2 separate regions of the Macaca mulatta genome follow, and region 2 is linked to region 1. Evidence: chromatin contacts called from public Hi-C data. All regions are on one chromosome and are shown on one strand. The core of a region is the stretch at or near the end of the contact, and the rest is flanking DNA. Distances in the headings are between cores, read along the strand shown. Region 1 holds the start of LOC144331820. Region 2 holds the start of CASTOR1 (cytosolic arginine sensor for mTORC1 subunit 1).

The links. A called contact is a pair of places that touch in the nucleus more often than the background predicts.
Region 2: a Hi-C map of liver shows a contact between it and region 1, with 8 times the contacts expected there. The contact joins the promoter of CASTOR1 here to the promoter of LOC144331820 in region 1. A contact is called at or near these places in 6 of 14 Hi-C or Micro-C datasets (CD4 T cells, blood, cortical neurons and 3 more).

Annotation. Positions count from the first base shown.
Region 1 is chr10:21,152,099-21,154,798 of T2T-MMU8v2.0, reverse strand. It overlaps LOC144331820, which reads right to left and starts at 1,380. Exons shown (of 3, transcript XM_077950075.1): 1 at 1,229-1,380. The coding sequence starts at 1,333.
Region 2 is chr10:21,255,144-21,257,843 of T2T-MMU8v2.0, reverse strand. It overlaps CASTOR1 (cytosolic arginine sensor for mTORC1 subunit 1), which reads right to left and starts at 1,399. Exons shown (of 9, transcript XR_013399347.1): 1 at 1,279-1,399; 2 at 602-672.

The DNA of each region.
Region 1 (2,700 bases), core at 131-2,630:
TAACCAGCAATGGTTTCTGCCCTTGAGAACAGATAGAAAACCATAACCACATACACAAGCAAGATCATTTCGGGCCACAGTAGGTGCCACAGGAACGAGATAAAATAGCATCAGAGAGGTGCTGGTGGCCAGAGGCCACTTCAGCCTCATTACCAGGGAAGGGAGACCCCTCTAAGAGCTGGTGTGTGGGCTAGCACCTGAATGGCAAGAATATTCAAGAGAAGGAACAGAAAATGCAAGTCAAAACAGTTGATACCAGCTGGGTACAGTGGGTCACACCTATAATCCCAGCACTTTGGGTGGCCAAGGTGGGAAGATCACTTGAGGCCAAGAGTTCAAGACCAGCCTGGGCAACATAGTGAGACCCCCATCTCTAAAAAAAAACCCACAAAAAATTAAAAAAAAAAAAAACAAAAAACCAGCCAATAGCTTCACTGTGTTCCAGGTACTCTTCAACGTTCTTTTTATGAATTAGCTCATTTAATCTCATTCCAATCATATGAGGTAGTAAGATTATCACTGCCACTTTACAGATGAGAAATTGAGGCAGAGGTCAAGTAACTTTGCTAAGTTATAGAACCAGGACCCAAACCCAGGTAGTCTGGTTCCAGAGTTGGTGGGCCCACCCCTATGCCATTCTGCTCTGAGAGGTCACTGGCGTGGGAACAAGCTTGCCTATGGAATCTGGACTCTATTTTAGCTCTATTTGGGGTGGAAATGGCAACCCATCCTTCCCAAGGGAAGTCTCCAGGCCCCTGCCAGCTAGCGCCAAAGCCACAGCAGGGGCCCCCAGCACCCCTCCGGCCCTCCCCTCCCCTCTGGGGGAGTCCTGAGGTCCCAGCTCCCTGCCCCCTGCCTCTGTGCTCACAGCTATCTGGGCCACATCATTCTAAAGGGATTTGGCTCTTGGAGACAACTGGAGACTGGTGAGAAAGGGCTTAGGGATTAGACAGTGATACCCAGGAAGGTAAAGGACTTAATCAGGGGTTCAACTGTGGGAAGTGGGGTGGGGAGAGGATTTTGTTTCTTTGCAAAGCCAGGCTGGACTGCGGAAGTGAGGAGGAAATGGGGCTCAGGGGAGGAGCCAGACAGGCTGAGTTTCTCACTCTCTGATGTGCCTTCAGAAGCAACACAATAGTCATAATAATCCCTCACCTGTGTGCGCCCACCTCTTCCCCAGCCATTACTTCACTTGCAATTTTCACAGCGATGGGATTAGTTCTCTCACCAGATCACAGACACCCAGAGGAGGCAGGTGACTTGAGGCGGCTGCAAGCCCCACAGGGCTGGGCTGGGAGGAGGGGAGGAGGCTGGGGCCAGGGCTTTTCTGCATGGCTGCCTGCAGGCACAAGGGCTTTCCAGAGAGTTCGTGCTGCCCTGGCCCCGTGGAAGTGGAGTGTTCCACAAATATTTGTTGAAGGGTTTAAAAGACTGTTCTTTCCAACTCTCAAATCACAGAGCCAATCTCTTTGCCACCCCCTTCCCCCTGGCACCACAGATTTTGAGGCCAGGGCACGCAGGAGGCCTCTGATCTCAAGGCCAGTGCCCTCATTTTAGTGAGGAAACAACCAAGGTCTAGAAGGCACGGGCCAGCAGCCCTGAGGAGACCCCCAAATGTGCGCCTTGCAGAATAGTCACGGCAGCACATTAAGCAAGGACATGGTCTCCAGTTCACACACCGGACTCCCAGTCCAGTGCTCCTTTCTGTGCACAGAGCTTCCCCCCAAGAAGAATCTGAAGCACAGGGCTCTGTCAGCACTAGGACTGCCACCCCAACGCTTCTCCTAGATCTCTGCGTGCCACCAGCCTTCTTTAAGTTGTTCACACTCTGTGTTCCCCTAACCAAAGTCCCCAGCAAGATATATCCATCACAGAAGGCTCTCCCCTCCAGCCTGCCTGACCCGGGAGACCTGGTTCTTCCTGTTGGGCCACACTGTTCCCTGATAGTTGCCACTACAATGCAAAATAGTCCACACCAAGGCCAGGAAAGGGGACATCTGGTTGGCAGAGGGTAGCTCAGGGAGAAGCTCCTGGAAACAGTATTTGATCAGAGTCTTGAGGGCTGGGGAAGACCTGGCAGGAGGATACAGGACACAGCAGCAACTCTCACAGAAGCAGGAGTGCAGAGGTATGTCTAAAGGACAGTGGGAAGCTTCTCAGACTGAAATAAAGTGTGTAGAGGGGGCAAGTGGCCCTTGGTGCCACAGGGAACGCTGGGATGGGGTGGGGGTAGGCCTCAGATGCAGATCAGTGGGATTGAGTTGACTCAGGAAGGAACCAGGGAGCCATTGAAGATTCTTGAGCAGGGGTGCAACATACCTAGCAGGGAGGAAGAACTGTAGGGCAGGGGTTAGGGGATAGAGAAAAAGTGGGGATGGGAGGGAGGGACTCTCTCTCGGTAGCCAGCTCCAAGGACTTCACCAGATTATTTATTCAGGTTTTTTGTTTTGTTTTGTTTTGTTTTGTTTTGTTTTTTGAGACAGAGTTTCACTCTTGTTGCCCAGAGTGGACTGCAGTGGCGCAATCTTGGCTCACTGCAGCCTCTGCCTCCTGGGTTCAAACAATTCTCCTGCCTCAACATCCCAAGTAGCTGGGATTACAGGTGCCCGCTACCAGGCCCGGTTAATTTTTGGATTTTTAGTAGAGATGGCGTTTCACCATGTTGGCCAGGCTGGTCTCAAGCTCCTGAACTCAGGTAAT
Region 2 (2,700 bases), core at 150-2,649, 100 kb before region 1:
GGCCAGCAGCAGAAGGAGGAGCTAGGCGTCAGCTCCAGGGCCCAGGGAGGGCCCAGGCCGGCGTCCAGTCCTGAGCAGGGGCCAGGGCCTGGGTGGCTGCTATTCACCCCAGCACAGCCAGGAGGCCTCCAGGACCCTCCCCTGAGATGGCTGCCTACTCCTGCATTCCTTCCCTCGGACTCCTGGAGTTCCCAGACCAGCAGGGGAGGAGGTGACCCAAACCAGGGAGATAAGACCAGGAGGAAATCATACCCAGGGACTTCTAACAGCAGCACTTGCCTGGAATCATAACAGAGGCCCTCCTGCAGGCCTAAGACTGCTGAGTGCCCTTCAGCGGTTTTGAGTTTATAAAGCCCTCATGGGACCCTGTTTTTCAGAACCAGAACTATACCCATTTTACATAAGAGAAAACAGCTCAGAGAGGGGAAGTGATTTGCTCAAGGGCACACAGCCAAGGAGTGGTGGAGTAGGATTCGAACCCTGACATATCTGCTTTTAAGGCTTAAGGTCGTGGGATGGATCCCAGCAACTGGTGAGAACCCTACAGAAGGGGAGCGCGACAAGCCCCTCCCGTACTCCCGTTCCCCAGACCAGCCCCCACCTTTAAAGCCCTCCTCATCCACCATAAGTGTGTAATCCTCAGGGGTCTCCGTCAGGCTGAAGAACTTGCACCTGGTTGGGAGTGGGGAGCATCTTCAGTTTGGTGTGGAGAACTGGGGATTGCGAGTGGATGTCTCTCCATCTGCCCCAGACACCTCCGCGACCCCGGGCCAGCGCCTTCCTGCCCCCTCGGCCTTTAATTTCCAGGGCAATGGGATGTTAGGCCCATCTCCGGGGTTGGGGGCTACTTTCCGGCCTCCCGACCTCTCCAGGAGCCTTCCACCCCTCCACTCCTGGATGGAGGAGAGGTTCACACCCGCGGCGACAGCCTTAGGGGCGTCGGACCTTGGACCCCCTAGTCCAGCCCCTCTGACCTGAAGGGAGGTGTCCTGGAAGGAGCTCCCCGGAGTGATCAGGTAGGAATGCCCACATTTGACACCACTGAGTTAAGCATTGCGCATCCCAGGCTGTTTGCGCTTTGCCCCTCGGAGGGGGCCTCACGGGGCCGCATAGGCTGTGGTCCCCCAGGCCGGATGGCGGCCGGAGCGGGAGAGCCCTCCCCACCCGCTCCCGCCCGCCTGCCTGCCTGCCTTACGGCGATCCTAATCCTCCGACCCTGGCCCGGAGCGACAGCAGAGCCCCCAGACCCCATCTGCGCTCCCGAACCCGGGCGCGCACCGGCTGCGGTGGGGCAGGAAGAGCAGCTTGATGAGCGGGTGGGTGTAGAGCCAGAGACCCGGACGGGCGACGCTCAGCACCCGCACCCGGTGTTCTAGGATGTGCAGCTCCATCGCGGCTCGCGCGGACCCGACCCCACCGCGAACTAGACCCAGGCCGCGCGGGAGGCGGGGCGGCGGGGGTGGTGCCCGAGCCTTAAAGGAGCCGCTGCGCGGCCGAGTCCACGCCGTCCGCTACGCGGCTGACCCGCCCAGCCAGGCGCGGCGTCCAGCTCTTTGACGGCCACGCCCCGCGGGAAGAGAAGCCTATTGGGTGGTCACGCCTCCTCCTAATACCAGAACCGCTTTCCAGCACACCGAGACCGCCCCGAACGCCTCCGCTTTTTTTAGCACTGGCTCGGGGATAGACCCCACCCCGTCTGACTCCTCCAGGTCCCGCCCATGACGCGCCCCCTCCCTGGGCTCCGCCCTTCCCGCGGAACGCCAGCTGCGCAGCGGGTGGGAGCATCCAGGAGGCTAGGGGACGTTTCTGTCCTTCTGGCACACACGTGGGTTTTATGATTGAGGTCCTTAAGACAGAAGGACCACGAAACGAACTGGAGCTCGACTGGGACCAGAACGCTGCCCCAAACCCCTGGAGCGATGAGAGGCATAGGTCGGCTTTGCAGCGCCGCCGGGCACCTTTCCCTCTCCTGCCTGTGGTGGCTGCAGGGGGCAGGGCCGCCAGCACAAGATTGCGATTGATACCTACCCTTCCCCGCTTGCGAGGGGGCTGACAAGTTGAAACCTGGCCTGGTAGCCCCACTTGTTCCTCTCATCCAACTTTCAAAATAGAAGGCACCCCGCCAGGGACACACAGAGATAGAATTCTAGCCACCTCTGCCTGAGCGACATACTTTGGGTTAGGGGGCTGGAGGTGGCCAAGGCCTAAGACTTGAGGTCCCTCGATACAAACAAAACCCAAAAGTGCTTGAGCCAGTGATGCCCAGTGCTCAAACTTTGGTGGGGGAGGCCCATGCACCTGAGGTTCAGTGAGTACTCAGACCTCAAGCCTGAAACTTGAGCCCCAAAGCCTGCAGCCATTAACTGGCCTGTGCACATCTAAACTTGCTTCAGGTTCAAGGAGGCCCCCAGCACTGGCAGACACCCCAGATCTTATCAGGCCCCCACAGGTCTAAGAAGACCCCAAGGCTGAGCAGGCATCAGCATGTCCATGTTGGCTCCATGCAGGGCCGATAATGCTCCAGGGGACCCTTGTCTGCCGGGAGCACCCTGAGGCCTCAGATGTAAGGCTTTGAACCAAGTAGATTAAAGCAGGCCTCAGGCCTGATTGGGACCCAGCAGGCCTGAGCAGGCCCTCTGCCTGCTCTGGAGCCCCCACCACAGGCAGATGGAAGCCAAGCTAAGCCTCCTCCCTGGACTC